Linked DNA regions of Mus musculus: regions 2 and 3 are each linked to region 1. Evidence: chromatin contacts called from public HiChIP or PLAC-seq and Micro-C data. All regions are on one chromosome and are shown on one strand. The core of a region is the stretch at or near the end of the contact, and the rest is flanking DNA. Distances in the headings are between cores, read along the strand shown.

Evidence for each region. Hi-C and Micro-C count contacts between places; a contact is called where the count stands out from the background. HiChIP or PLAC-seq counts read pairs in DNA pulled down with a chosen protein or histone mark.
Region 2: a contact with region 1 is called in a Micro-C map of embryonic stem cells, with 4 times the contacts expected there. The contact joins two enhancer-like sites. A contact is called at or near these places in 7 of 39 promoter capture datasets (the 3T3-L1 cell line, 3T3-L1-derived adipocytes, the C10 cell line and 4 more), 9 of 484 Hi-C or Micro-C datasets (embryonic fibroblasts, embryonic stem cells, nephron progenitors and 1 more), 8 of 115 datasets of contacts at active chromatin or transcription factors (cardiomyocytes, embryonic fibroblasts, embryonic stem cells and 2 more) and 1 of 9 other capture datasets (embryonic stem cells).
Region 3: a contact with region 1 is called in an H3K27ac HiChIP or PLAC-seq map of embryonic stem cells, with 24 read pairs. The contact joins two enhancer-like sites. A contact is called at or near these places in 3 of 39 promoter capture datasets (the 3T3-L1 cell line, 3T3-L1-derived adipocytes and the C10 cell line), 2 of 15 datasets of contacts at CTCF or cohesin (both in the NIH/3T3 cell line), 2 of 484 Hi-C or Micro-C datasets (bone marrow-derived macrophages and nephron progenitors), 4 of 115 datasets of contacts at active chromatin or transcription factors (T-cell acute lymphoblastic leukemia and embryonic stem cells) and 1 of 9 other capture datasets (embryonic stem cells).

What each region holds. Positions count from the first base shown.
Region 1 is chr16:30,818,357-30,823,449 of GRCm38.p6, forward strand. No RefSeq gene overlaps it. Among named protein-coding and RNA genes, the nearest start is that of Gm26295, 6.7 kb to the left of the region's middle. Within about 2 kb of position 3,130, at least 149 of the 459 cell types and tissues checked have an H3K27ac peak or open chromatin away from gene starts, as enhancers often do. A contact at or near this core is called in embryonic stem cells, where this site is marked.
Region 2 is chr16:30,937,050-30,942,142 of GRCm38.p6, forward strand. The region is part of intron 1 of Gm46565 (a long non-coding RNA gene); the gene reads right to left. Among named protein-coding and RNA genes, the nearest start is that of Gm46565, 13 kb to the right of the region's middle. Within about 2 kb of position 3,077, at least 30 of the 459 cell types and tissues checked have an H3K27ac peak or open chromatin away from gene starts, as enhancers often do. A contact at or near this core is called in embryonic stem cells, where this site is marked.
Region 3 is chr16:30,710,208-30,715,300 of GRCm38.p6, forward strand. No RefSeq gene overlaps it. Among named protein-coding and RNA genes, the nearest start is that of Gm33502, 81 kb to the right of the region's middle. Within about 2 kb of position 2,579, at least 2 of the 459 cell types and tissues checked have an H3K27ac peak or open chromatin away from gene starts, as enhancers often do. A contact at or near this core is called in embryonic stem cells, where this site is marked.

The DNA.
Region 1 (5,093 bases), core at 1,880-4,379:
GTTCCATATACAGAGCAAAGCACACAGTGTAAGTGCACATAGCGGACTTCTTGAAGTTTTTCTTTGGAGTTGAAAGTTTTACAACAAAATATTGATGAAAGCAAGCAGTGGGCTGGGTCACACACACTCTGAGTCCACTGCGCATCCTCATGAGGATAAGGTGGTGCTGTTGTTTTCTGAGGCCTCTTACACTTGGGATAAACAGCTAAGGCTGAGGTCAAATTCTTTGGAATAAATATCGTGTCTTAGAAAACTTGTCCCAAGTCTCAAACGCTCTGGTGCCAGTGAACATCACAAATCTCTTGTGTCTCATGAGACTTCCCCAGTGAAACGTGGAATTCTCCTTAGGCCTAAGCGTTAAACCTGGGATTGCTCACAGACTTGGAGAGTTTCCAAAGCAAACACAAGTATCTCCCTCCCCCCAGCCCACTGCCCTATCTCTGGGAAGGAGCTGTCAAACTCAGAGAGGTCAAGGAGCTGGAAAGCAACCCTGACTGCTTGCTTTGAAGATTTGCATTATTGGTAGCTCTCTGGTGGGCTGGGATGAGATGACTGGGTACCAGGCCAGCTGGCAGGAAGGAACCCCAAGGAGATGCTCCCCATCTCTGTCCCCCACCCCACCCAGCAGGCTTGCTTGCCAGCTTAGAGAAGTGATCTTGTCCTGCACCTAGCATGTCCTTAACTCTCACTGGTTAGTGTGGGGGAGACATCAGGGTCTTCAAAGTTGGCCCCTGGTGGTTTCCTTCCTTCTTCTCCTCGTCTACACCAAATTTTTTCAGGTCAGGAAAACTGGAGAATTCTCGGACAAATATGGTGGGAAGTCCTGAGGGAAACAAGACTTCCAAGTTCACAGGAACTCTCCTTCTTCTTCAGGAACTCGGAAGTCCTGTTTCGCTCAGGACTTCCCACCTCAGGCAAGCAAACCTGTCCCTCAACTGGGGCATCTGGAAATCACTCATCCTACTTGCTCAGCTCAAGGACAGGTGCTCAACGCTTCCCTCCTGTCTCTCCTTCCAGCCCTGCCCCTCTGTGATCTGCTTTCCTCCCAGGTGGCCAGGAAGCAAGATGAAGGAGATCAGAATGTGAAGTCCAAGATGATCCAGCTCGCCCTAGAATCTGGGCTTCTTCCTTCTAAGCACTTTTTCTTTTCTGCTACCCACCCCCCTCCCCAACAGAAAACAGTAGTGTCAAATACTGTGCTAAAGACACACTTCCATTTTAAGAAAAACCAGTCTGGCCTCAAGACTTCTCATTTTCATAAAGTGAACCAAAAGAAGGATTCTGAATTCCCCTGATTCGACGAGATTTTTTTATAAGGTCTTCTTGCCAGGAGAGCTGTTTTAATTGAAATCTTGGATTTTAAAGTATACCTGGACAGGCCTATTTCATCTGGGAAAGCCAGGGATGTTAATACAGAATTTTGTCTTTGTTTTCCTTCCAGTTTTTAAATAGGGAAGTGTTCAGAGCCTAGGGATGTGAATTGTGCCCTTGACTTTGACTTCATTATTTTAATTGTTTATAATCTTCATTGTAACACAAAAACTGCAGTTATTTCAACACAGACGAGAATGTATTCAGCAGTCAATCCCAGATAATGCCGAATTGTTGGATTCTAATGATGCTCGGCTCAAACATCAAAATGCTATTTCATAAAGAATACAGTATCTTTTTTATTGCTCTCACCGAGTTTGGCATTGACCATAGGAAGAATGGTAAGGGTCTATGATTCACAGAAGAATGATACCTCAGACTCAAACAGTATGCAAACGCAAAGAGTGTTTTATTCTGCTAAAGTCCAGCATGCTGGGGTCTTCCATTACCAAGATAGAGAGACAACCAAGTGAGCTTGCAGGCCAGATTTAAAGAACGTTAGTGGATTCCAGGGTAGGTAGTCTCCAGGGGCATTTCAAAACTAGGGTGTTGCGGGGGGGGGGGGGGGGGGGCTGGAAACTGTTGCTGAGGAAGTCTGGAAACTTGCTGACCCGTTGTCCTTGCTTCTGTCCAGGTGGCCGGGCAGCTTCTAATGGCAGGGCAGTTTCTGACTAGCTGCCTCAAGTCTGGGGCTTTTTTCTAGTAACTGGCTTACCTGGGCTTGCCTGGACTTGCCCAGTTGTTAGACCTAGACTCTCTAGACTTGCAGTTTGAAGCCTGTCATGGAGTCTCACAATTAATCTAGAAGGGCTGCAGAAATGGCTCAGCTGCTCTTCCAGAGGACCCAGGTTGATCCCAAAACCCACATGGCAACCTCAACCACTTGGAATCCCAGTTCCAGAGGATCTGACATCAACTTCAGACCTCTGTGGGCATCAGGCACACACGGGGTGCACAGACAAACATGCAGACCAAATTATACAAACAAAATTAAAAAAAAATTTTTTTTTTAATTGGGGGATGGGATGGAGTAAATGTTCTAGAAAACCTTATCCATGTGTTGGAGCCAACAAAGAGCTCTGGAGCTACTCCAGTTTAAACTGTCAAACATTAAGCTACCATTCCAAGACTGGGCCCCAAGTCTTAGAAAGTACCATCAACTCCCTGGGCGATTCTTAGCCATGGCATGGCTCACCGGCATCATTGCAGGAAAACGTCTCAAGGATGCTCCCTCTGTTAGCAACACAGCCTGTATAAGAGCACCCCAGCTCTTGCACAGCACCTGCAGACCAGAGCACCACAGCAATGCCTCTCTGTGGTAGGAGGGAAAAAAAAGCACCAAGGATTTATTGAGTCACAATCAGAAAATCTCTCCAGTTGTGAAAATGGCGTAATTTACAGATAGACAGACTACCAGTTCTGCATTAGATGAGGTGAAGAAAAGAAAAAGATTCCATTAAAATATTGTTATTTCACATTCTCTGGATAGCTGAGCTTCCTGACTGACATTCTTCTCCGAGTTGGAGAGGAAGCTCTACCCAGCTCAGCTCTGCGTGGAGTCCTGAGGCACAGGACAAAAGCATGGTCGATCAGTGCAGCATTCCGGAGTCAGGGGCTAACGGGGAGCCTTCTCCCTGCCCGAAGTCACGAGGTCACGGGGCAGGAGGAAAGAGGAAAAGAGTGGGGGAAAGTTGACCCAGGACTAGTTGCATGCCAAAGTCATTGTTCTGGCTCAGCCACTCCTTCCTGGAAAGTGGTGTGTGGGGGAGGGTTGCGCAGAGCCTCCCGGCTCCGGTTTCCCGGATGTTGCTGGCTCCTTGGAGATCCCTGGGGTCTGCTTATTTACCAGGCTTGAAGGCCCCAGGGACAGAAGGATGTGAGTGGAAATTATTCGAAGTGAGACACAAGGAGAAACCAAAGGCAAAGTAAAAGCTTTCACACGCTGCTCGCAGCTATCTTTCCGTGCAAATTCTAATCAATGAAGCAGATGTCATAGCTTTACTGCCTGCTACAACTTTCAAGTGTGTTTCATGGCGTTTTGTTTGTTTATTCATTTATTTATTCCAGCAATGACATTTGGAGAATGCTTTAAAAATGCCAACACAAAGAGAAGAGACACATTTAAGGCTTCTGGAAAACAACTTTTAGTGCATTTCAAGCTCATCTCTAGCTATTCCAAAATATATTTAGTTCTCTGAAGTCATTAACAGAGAGAGGACCAGGTCCCTGCCAGGAATCTCTCCCGCTCCCTCCCACGCGTAGTTGATTAATGGGATCTAGTCAGGCTGGGTTTTAATATGCTTTGCTATCCAGTGGCACACGGTCAGTGAGCTGAGAAGCAGAGTTCTGGAAAAGGCACGTGTGGAGAGTTGTGGAGAGCGCATGACTTTGGGTGGAGATCAGGGTGGGTGAATCCAGGGACTTGTATGGTGGGCACAATGAATGAAAGGGACAATCAATCTCTGCAGATCTGCTATAGGAAAATGCCCCAGCAGACTCACTGTGCAGATCCAGAGCACCCAGGAGCAGAGAAGAAGCCCCGTCTCCATAATAAGCCATTTACCAGGGTGCCTTAGACAGCGTTGAAATTCCCGACCTTGGCATATGTCTGGTACACTCCTGGTGCCTTTTGCTGGGAAGGCTGCGGAAAGGGCTCAAGCTGATGGCAGACGGAGGCTAGATCTACTGTAAACACTGACTCAGCGAAAGGCAAGGCGAGTGAAGGCCATTTCCCCCAGGAAGGAGATTTTCTGGTACCAGGCTCAAGTTCCCAGCAGAGGCCCATTCTGAGAATGTCATCCCATGTGTGGGTTTGGGACTCATCTCATCTTATGCTCCTCTTAGCATGGTACAATGTTTACCACGAGTGAATAGATGTCTGCAAGAAGGGCAGAATAAATATTGGTCTGCTCTCTAGGGAAGATGATGGTGTTGGCATTCAAAACTGGGACAAACAGGTGTGGTGCATATTTAACTTATCAAAGTGGACCTGGCCCTCAGGTTCTCCCAGAATCCCTCAGTCCCTACCTGGCATACCCAGCCCTCTACCCTGAACTTTCCAGCTGAGGAGTGGAGCTTCCTTCCCCGCCTCCAGAAGTTCTTCCCTCTATAACACTGAAATGTTGGTAGTCCCAGCCCTCCTGACCCTCTTTTTCTCTCTCTGCTTCCTCTTCTCCCTCCCCTCTGTCTCCCTCCTCATGGCAACTTATCTGGCCTTGTTCCTTGGGATCAGAGAGTGGCTTCCCAATCAACCTGCCTTTATATAATCTAATCAAGCTTGAATTGACTCATTTCATCCTAGCAGAGGGGCGAATTCTAGACAATGCCAGCAGAGGGGATCTTGAAGATTCTCAGTGCCTAAAATGTTGATAAATGGTGGAGCTGATAGGCTTTCCCGGTGCCCCTAGTGAGTCACTACCTGTTGTGTACACAGCCTGCGATGCTACCTGTACCCCCAGAAACAACTAGGAACATACTGTGTCACCTGAAAATAAGTACTTTCTTTAAAGGGGCAGGAAAAACACTGGATCATGGCAGACTGCCTGAGAATGCCTGTGTCTAACTGTGGCATTGTTATAATGACTATGGTGTCCCCAAGGTTCTTGTGCTACATGCCTAATTCTCTGTCACTGACACTATTATGGAATGTGATGGAAACTTTAGGAGATGTGGTCTTACTGAAGGAAGTAGGTCACTGTGGGTGTCTCCCTTTGAGGATTATG
Region 2 (5,093 bases), core at 1,827-4,326, 120 kb after region 1:
GCCTTAGACGTGAGCCATGATGAACATTTAGACTCCATCACACCGTGCTACTGGATGTCAGGACTCTGGTCCCAGCCTTTCTGGATACTGGAAGGCACCGGGAGACTGTCCAGAGCAAGGCTTCATTTCCTGGTAGCCAACGGCAGGTCTCCTGTGTATCAGCCATGCCATCATATCCCAGGACCACACTGGAGGGCACTCCAACTGTAGAATGACTGGGGTGACAGTGTCTCTAACATCATGTACTCAGGACACCCTTGTAGCCCATAAAAATCAGAGTGGATGATTAAGTGGATGAGGGCTCCATTTCTGAGAAGCAGCTCTCCTAAAAAGCTCTGTAGTCAAAGGATTTTGAGTGTGCTAGGTAAAGAGGGAGGAGAACATAGTGGAGGGGGGGGGAAGGAGGACAAGGGGAAGAGGGGGAAGAAGGGGAAGAGGAGAAGGGAGAGGAGGGGCAGGAGGGAGATGAGGAAGAAGAGGAGAAGGAAGGAGGAGGAGAGGGAGGAGGGAGAGGAGGAGGGGGAGGGGAGGAGGAGGAGGAACATGGATCTTCTCTACAGGACTGATCAGGTCCTTTAATGCACTATGGAACTTTCAGAGTGTTCAAGAGCAGGCTCCAGTGTGAGCATAATTCTTAACCATCCTTCCAAGAAATCTTTTAGATCATAAGATTCTACCCCCCCCCCCATAAAATAACTCTGACTCATCCCATTACTTATAGATATGAAATTTAAGTTAAGAGCAGTGAAGTAATGTGTGCCAGGTCATGCAGAGCACTGAACGCTGAGCTGAGGTTAGAATCTTCTCCACTTCACAGGGCTCAGACATGGGTGCTAGGGGCTTCCCAACAGCTGCTACCGCAGCCAGGGCGGAGACTGCTGAGTTAATGGTCATATCTGCTGTCACCATTTGTACCTCCTTTTAGAGAGCTTCTGGCCTGAGCTATGCTTGACTCCCCCACCCCACCCCCAGCCTAGCTGCCCACAAAGCTCTGTGAATATGAGTAGTGTTGAGGGTGCAGTCCTGTCTGCTCACAGCCTGTACCACTTGCAGACATGGCGAAGAAGGCATCCACCCGCTGTAGGAAATGCTTTATTGTCCTAGAACCATGGAGGAAGGAAATGGCCAGCTTCTCAGTGCAAGCTGCCTACTTTCCATGCTGACAATTCAGCACATCAATAGGCCTTTCAGCCAAACACAGGGCAGGGCCAGGCTAGAATTGTGCACCACTCATGCTCTGTAGTTTCATAGCCTGAGAACTTGGTCTTTAGGCTCTAGGTACTGTCAGAAAGTGAAGTTGCCATTCATCCATCCATCTACTCATCCATCCACCAAGCCATCCATCCATCCATCCATCCATCCATCCATCCATCCATGTACCCATCCATCCATGTATCCATCCATCCATCCATCCATCCATCCATCCATCCATCCATCCATTGATCCATTCATGTACCCACCCACCCACACACACATCTATCTATATATGGACAAGAAACATGCAAAGACTTGTATAAGCATTAGATGCCTCATACAGACTAAGTTACTCTCTCTGAAACACAAAGCTGTCCAGCTTGTGGCACTTGTCAGTTTTCTGTGGTGTAAATGTCCCCAAATTTCAAATTACCAACCTGGTGTCACCGATGTGGGACTGGGTAAAGAGGCTGGGTAGTCTACCATATGCTCACATAGTATTTCCACTGAGGTTGGCACACGCAGGGATAGCTTAGCAAATCAGACTCCATTTGACTTAAGCAATACACATTGTTTTCCCAGCAAATCACTTAGCAACCTTGGATAAGCTGCATGCATACCCCTCTCCCAAGGCAATCTGGTTCCTCAAAGCGATGGGTCCCTGGCACTGTTAGTCACTTCCACTTTGTGGTCTACAATGTCTGACTGAGAATTAGGCAGAGTGAATGGGAAGAAAACTGTGTTCTTAAAATAAACTTTTAGGTGAAAAATCTTATTTATCACCTAATGTCTATGCATAATTGGATGTGCAAATGATTAAAAACAGACGCATTGTGGGAAAGGACATTTACAGTAAACAAAGGCTTACATAACTCAAGCCTGTCAATCAAACCAGGAAACTACCTGTCCCTTGTCCCTTGTCCCTTGTCCCTTGCCCCTTAGCAACTAACTCTTCCTCCTCTTCGTAGACCAATAAAAGAAATCCCCAAATGGTCACGTAGTGCTGGCGAGTACTCGCTCAGAGCCCACTCTCTCCTGGGGTATGTGGCCTATACATTGCTTCTGCACAAAAATTCTGCTTGCTACTTACTATTCATGGTGCGTGCATGAGTGTTTTCAGTTCTTTCAACAAGACACCAAGAACCTGGAAACATCTGGCCCCAACTGTACCGCCACCACGTGGACATAAATCTAACCTCAAGCAGTAAGCACAAGCTACAGTAAATATCTACACATGGGTAAGTTTCCAATATTACCTTTGCTTCAAAGTTGAACTGAGGGCAAGGTCTGAGGAAGCGGCTCCGTGCAGAACAGTTGCCTAGGATGCAAGCCCCAGCACAACATATGGAAAAGATGTGAAGAGACTTAATTGAAGATTTGTGCAATTTAATTTTTAATGATGTCGTATTTAATAAAGAGACGACAAAATCCCTGGGAAAGACACATTTGTCCCTGACAAGAGAACACCCGGGGCCACACACGGGAAGGCTCTTCTCCACTGGGGGCAGGAGTTGAAAGGCCACAGTAATACAGTGACAGTCACCCACAGTAAATCCACTCTGCGCAGAAAGGTCAGGCTGGCAAGCTATGTCTAAAGGGTACAGATTAAAATCCTATTGCATTCATGGTCCCCAAATAATTTCAATTTTAGTACTTTTGCAGAGTCCACAGTATTAGCCCAGCCCTCCCTCCTGCTTAAACCACAGTCCTCTGGGCTCTACTGAACCCCTCTTTTGTTTCTGTTAACTAAAGGTCAGCACAGAGGTCAGAGGAAATAGCATCTATCCTGGAAACAAAGACTTGCAGTTCCTGTGCATTGAATCAGCAGGACCAAGAATACTGCAGATGCCGGGGGAGGGCTTTTGTTTTGTTTTGTTGTTTAAACTGGGGATTTCCAAAGCAGATGTTTTTGTAAGTCACACATTGGCCGGGCATGGGCAGAAATCCTACATTGTAAACTCCTCTGAGGATGGGTTAACCAGCACATTCCAGCTGTCAGATGTTAAGAGCCAAGGCCACTGACCCAAGGCTCCTAATTCAGCAGTTCGTGTTAGCAGATGTTTGCTGCCTCCTTAGAAAGTCTTAGCCTGGGTACGTTCCTCTCACATCCTCTACAAGGGTCTCATCCTCAGATCAGCAGATCTATGTGTTGGGAGGCCCAGGGCCCTGGGGACTGCTGTTGCTGCTGCTGCTTCTTCTTCTTCTTCTTCTTCTTCTTCTTCTTCTTCTTCTTCTTCTTCTTCTTCTTCTTCTTCTCCTTCTCCTTCTCCTTCTCCTTCTCCTTCTCCTTCTCCTTCTCCTTCTCCTTCTCCTTCTCCTTCTCCTTCTCCTCCTCCTCCTCCTCCTCCTCCTCCTCCTTCTTCTCATTATTATTATTATTATTATTATTATTATTATTATTATTATTATTATTATTATTATATTATTATTTACACTCTCTGGTTAGGAACGTTAATCAGTCCTGAAACTTTAAATACCAGTGACTTCTTTTATCTAAATATTTAGTGTAAATAGTTTTATTTAAGTCAAAGAGCGAGGCAGGAGGAAGAGTGGGAGAGAGGGGGGAAGGGAGGGGGAGGTGGAAAGAGGGGGAAGAGAAGGAATAGTTGCAATACTCAGATTAGCCAGTAGAGGGTATCAGTTCCCCTGGAGCTGGGGTTCCAGGCAGTTGTGATCCGCTGGATGTGAGTGTTGGAACAGAATTCAGGTCCTCTTCAAGAGTGGTACATACTTAGCCTCTGAGCCTTTTCTCTAGCCCCTTAATAAGGAATTTATATTATCTATTAATTAACTACTATAGAAAATAAGATATTTTAATTATTCATTTATTTGTGTTTGTGTATGTGCACATGTGTATGTACATGTATGTGTGTTGTGCATGTGTGAATGTGTGTAGATGTGTGTATGTGCCATTGTATACATGCAGAGAACAGAGGACAACTTGCCAATGTTGGTTCTCTACATCCACCATGTAGGTCCTGGGGATAGCACACAGGTCATCGACCTTGGTGTCAAAGGCCTTTATCCACTAAGCCATTAATTTTTTAAAAATTAACTAAAAAAATCTATAATAGCATTTTATTGATATGATTATGTTAATATCTTTCACTCATAGCGAACATCTTTTATTTTTATTTCACTAGAGTTAATGATTTTGGTTTGCTTAGCTTTCTCTTACCATCTGGCTAGGTCAACCCATATCCTTAAAGTCTGTCACCGAAGGTTTTGCAGGGTTGAACTCATCACTAAACTTTGCCAGTTCTGTTCTCCTCCAGGACTGCCATGCCCAGCCTCCTCCCCCTCCCTCTCCAGCCTTCAGTTCCTTTTGACTGCCTGGGCACCCCCTTCAGTCCTCGGTGGTCTCCTGCCTCCTGGGCGCCCCCTTTAGTCCGAGATGGTCTCCCACCTCCTGGCCCTCATACATTCTTTGGTTTCCTTCCTCATGGGAGCAGTTTTCCTCCAGAAGTTTCCCTGAGATAGCTAGCTAATGGGAAGCCAATATCCTGGCATTTTTGTCTCTGAAGATGTCTCTAGTCTCTGTTCACATTCCATGCTCTAATAGATATTCAATATCCTCTCTCTGATAGTCTTGTATTTCACATTGATTTCACGCATGTCATCGTTCACTGGACAAGACACGTATGGCCTCCAGTCTTGGAACCTTCTTGTTATTATTTCTTTGGTAATCACTTTCCAACTTTCTCGTGTTTCTTTCTCTACAATTCCCATTGGGCAGAATTTGGGACATCTCTTTTTGCCTGGTTTTCTACCTGTGAGTGCCTTTTGGGAGCCAGGAGGGTTTCCTTAAATATATCACCCGATCATGCTTGCCTTCTGCCCATGGGATTTCCCAGCTTAGCTTTTGTTTCTAATTCCTGGGAACCTTTCATGGGTATGCC
Region 3 (5,093 bases), core at 1,329-3,828, 110 kb before region 1:
AGGCAAGGTCCCTGGGAGCATTAGAGCCTCCTGCCCTTCCTGGGTAAACTGTGACCAGTCTATGCTGTTTCTGAACAGAGAGAACCTGTAAAGAGTTGGCGATCTCTTCCTTTGGTATGAGAATTTGGAAAAGGAGCCAGGAACCCAGGAAGGGTAAGGGCCTGGTGTCTGTCCTGTGTCGTGTGTGACCCTTAGCTCGGGTACTTCATTATATAGATTTATTCAGGATACAGTGAGAACGGGGGCTATAAAGCTCTGTAAAGGGATGCAGTCAGAGTACTTGGGGAGGGCCAGTGAGGTCGCTGAGAGGGTAAAAGTGTCTGTTGCCAAGCCTGACAACTGAAATTTCATTCCCAGAACCCACATGGTAGACGAGAACCAGTTCCAACCAGCTGTCCTCTGGCTTCCACATGTGTGCTATATATGACACACACATGAGCTTATGTACTTACATGCACACATATAAATAAATAAATAAATAAATAAATAAATAAATAAATGTGTTTTTGTTTGTTGTTTGTGTTTAAGAAAATACGCTGACAGACGAGTACACTCTGACTTCGTCAGTAACGGGTAACAAATTGTCCAAGTTCTCCATCAATAAATGAAAACGCTGGAGGGAAACTTGACATCAGCAGGGCTCGATCTCTGGGCCGTAACCTCTTTGCGGGTATCCCAAGACCTTTGCAGCAAGGGTAGCCTAAGACTGTCAGGAAAACACAGATATTTACATTATGATTCATAACAGCAGCAAAACTACAGTTATGAAGTAACATTGAGAATAATTTTACGGTTGGGGGCTACTATAGCGTGAGGAACTGTATTAAAGGGTCGCAGTATCAGGAAGGTTGAGAGCCACTGCTCTAGAGCCTTGGGTTGGAACTGCCTTTAAAACTCACCCACAGCTTCCTCCTCGCCTTCCTGATGTTGTTCTATGTGCTCATCCCAGCTTTACTGCTTCTTTTCCCCTCCAATCAGCAACTCCTATAATCCAAGTCTTTCGGTCTACAAAATCAGCGCTCTGGATGGCAGCCTCCTATGTCAAGACACCTGCCTTTAGAGGAGCAGAAACCCTCTTTGAGCTCAGATGACTACAGCGGCATTTTCAGAGACCTGGGGAAAAGGCTGTATCTATGACTTTCCTCTTAGTATAGGCCCCTAGATAGTGGGTCAAGCTGCTGCTCTCTCCTGTCCTTGCAGTACAGAGTCGGGATCCTGGGGCACTGCCTGGGATACAGGCATAGGCCACAAGGACTCAGGGTTAGGGACACAGGTTGAGGGCTAGCCTCTCACCTCAAAGAAGCTGAACTCAGTCTCCCACAAGAGACTCTTTCTTCTTCACTCCTGCCTGCCTCTTCCAGGTCAGGAGGAAGGGGTTGGAAGGAAGAGCTCAGAGGTAGCCCCTGGGAGTCATGACTGTGCCATCTCTGTCACCTTGGGTCATTTACTCTTGTCTACTGGGCCCTGTGTCTATATCATTGTCCTGTCTACCTGCCCACTCAGATAGGGACATGAGAGAGTGTTGAGGTGTTCTGTAGAGCAAGGCACAGGCTCAGGTTGAACAGTAAAGCTGACACTGGTGGCCTTTCTGGGGACACCTGTACCCTGGAGGGAGATCTGCAGGGGTGTGGACGTCCAACTTGCCCAACAGGATCCCCCCCTCCTCTCGGGACAGGGCCCAACCTTCTGAGCAAGGTCATACATCCTCCCATGTAGAGAAGAGTGACACCTCTGGCTTCTCTCTCCAGGGACGGAGGAGCAAGTTCACCTGGTTATTGGAAAGTAAACAGTGGTTGGGCCTTGTGGTTCTTCTCATTTCCTGTTGGGTGGGTTGTCTACTGGAGGCCCCACGGCCGATCTCCAGGAATCTTGTGCCCTTGGCCCAGCCATCAGGTCTCTACTTTAAAAGTTCCGCAGAGAAAGGTGTATCCCCCGATCCACAGATCTTTATCTCCGTTTGTCTTATTCCTTTGTCTTTTCTTAGCTGATACAGAACTGGGAAAGATGAGACTTGTTTTAAAAATAACATCTCCTGAGCAAAACAAGGAGCAAGGTGTTTGGAGGTCTCCCTCCTGGAATTTTGAGTCCCAGACCGAATTGGGTCAGGGTTATTTGTAGGCTGCGCCCCTCGAGGGAAAGCTGCGACGGCGCTACCTGCTGAGGCCCCTGCATCTGTTCTGCACAGTCCAAGCATTTAGCTCCTGTTTCTCAGAAGAACCACAGTAGCTTCAGGCCTTTGGCCAGGTTCTGAAGAACAAACAGGGTTTCAGGCAGAGGGAGGGCGGGCGGCAGAGTAGCCGGGCAAGGAGGAGGATCGAATGTAACTGGCTACACTTTCTACGCACGGAGCTTGGTAGAGATGTTGGCTGCTCCAGCTCCCGGCAGTATTAAATGGCAGGATAGGGGTTTGGATCTTATTGTGTTGGGGATATGAAGACTGAACCATGGGAGGCAGAGAGGTGGTGGCGGCAGAAGAGCAGACTGAAGGCCTGGAAAAGGCTGCTGCAGGGACTGGAGTTACAGCCTTGGCAAGGTCACCTTCTGCTCCCTGCCCCTCTCTCCAGTTCCACACTCCTGAGCTCCTCAGAGTGTGTGCCTGAGGCCTGTTCCTTTTGTCTTCACAAACAAGTAAGTGCATCTGTAGCGCCCCCCTCGCTCTCTAAAAGCTCAAGGGTGGCCACCCCACACCCACACTCACTTCACACCATTCTGCAAGCGCCTCTGTCTACCTCAACGGTGTTGCTCACAACTGTATTTTAATCTGCATACAGAGCTCCCATAATTTAGCCAACCAGTTTCTCACTGATGGATATTTCAATTATTTCAAACTTTTATTAATATGAAAGAAAAGGAGACACAGTAGCTGTTCTTAATATTCACTCCTGTGCCCCACCAGGGGATTCATCCTATAATCAGCCACCAAACGCAGACACTATTGCATATGCCAGAAAGATTTTGCTGAAGGGACCCTGTTATAGCTGTCTCGTATGAGGCTATGCCAGTGCCTGGCAAATACAGAAGTGGATGCTCACAGTCATCTATAAGATGGAACACAGGGCTCCCAATGGAGAAGCTAGAGAAAGCACCTAAGGAGCTGAAGGGGTCTGCAACCCTATAGGTGGAACATCAATATGAACTAACCAGTACCCCGGAGCTCTTGACTCTAGCTGCATATGCATCAAAAGATGGCCTAGTCGGCCATCACTGCAAAGAGAGGCCCATTGGTATTGCAAACTTTATATGCCACAGTACAGGGGAATGCCAGGGCCAAGAAGTGGGAGTGGGTGGGTAGGGGAGCAGGGCAGAGGGAGGGTGTACTGGCTAGTTTTGTGTCAACTTGACACAGCTGGAGTTATCACAGAGAAAGGAGCTTCAGTTGAGGAAATGCCTCCATGAGATCCAACTGTAAGGCATTTTCTCAATTAGTGATCAAGGGGGAAAGGCCCCTTGTGGGTGGGACCATCTCTGGGCTGGTAGTCTTGGGTTCTATAAGAGAGCAGGCTGAGCAAGCCAGGTGAGGCAAGCCAGTAAAGAACATCCCTCCATGGCCTCTGCATCAGCTCCTGCTTCCTGACCTGCTTGAGTTCCAGTCCTGACTTCCTTTGGTGATGAACAGCAATGTGGAAATGTAAGCTGAATAAACCCTTTCCTCCCCAACTTGCTTCTTGGTCATGATGTTTGTGTAGGAATAGAAACCCTGACTAAGACAGAGGGTATGGGGGAACTTTTGGGATAGCATTTGAAATGTATATAAAGAAAATATCTAATAAAAAAGAAGAAAGAAAAGAGGAAAAAAAAAGGAGAAATAAACACTAAAAATCCTAAAAAAAAAAAAAAAGTTCACTCCTCTGTACTTACTTTAACATTTATTTTTAGCAGAACACAGATGCTCAAAAACAATGCCTTGGGGGCCAGTGAGATGGCTCGGTGGGTAAAGGAGCTTGTGCCAAACCCAGCAACCCAACTTCTATCCCCAGGTCCCACACGGTGGAAAAAGACAACTGATTTCCTGCAAATTGTCCTCTGACTTCCTCTACACACCTTGGCACATGTGTGTGAGCACACACATACACATAAATAGATAAATATGATTAAAATATTTTTTACAATGTAATTCTCCTGAATTAAAAAGCAGTTCCATTTAAAAATTTTAGTAGGTATTTCTACATTAAAATAGTTTAGCAATTTATTCTCACTGCTGTGTGCATGCACTGATGACAGGAAAGGCAAAGTCCGAGAAGACGTGGGCGGGAGAATATTTTCATTAACTGGATCTTCTGTATTGTCCTCACTGAGGTACAAATTGGTATAATTATTTTGACAAGTAATTTAGCAATTATCTTACAAAATTGCAATGCATTCAGTGACCCGGCAATTTCACCACTAGTCATACACATGAGAAAAATGCTGTTTTTATACAGCCAAGTAACAGCAGCATTCCTCCTATTAAAGGAAGGGGGTGGGGAGGGGCAGAAACAACCATGCCCTTTGACCTGTATCCTGACTTGTTTTATCTCAGCCTGACATAGGCTAGAGTCATCAGAGAGAAGGAAACCTCCTCTGAGGAAAACAAAACAAAACAACAAACAACCCCCCCAAAACAAAACAAAACAAAAAACCCCCAGAAAAACAAAAAAACGCCTCCAGAAGGCAAGCCTATGGGGCATTTTCTTAATTAGTGATTGCTGCAGGAGAGCTCATTCCATGGTGGGTGGGGCCACCCCTGGGCTGGTGGTTCTGGCTTCTGTAAGAAAGCAGGCTGAGCAAGCCAGTAACCTTGCTCATGGTCACCTCCATGGCCTCCAGGTTCCTGCCCTGTTTAAGTTTCTGCCCTGGGTTCCTTTGATGAGGAACCGTGACGTGGAATCGTAAGCCAAATAAATCTTTTCCTCCCTAACTTGTTTTGGTCATGGTGTTTCATCATAGCAATGGCAACCCCAAGACAACATGAAATTAGATACATAAATTGTGACAGTAAAGGTGAGTGAGCTATAGCGACATACCACTAAATTTAGTATATACAAATACTATGTAACAGATAGACTGTGTTTATGTGCAAAGAGTATTTGTAATTTAAAAACCTCATCCCTCTT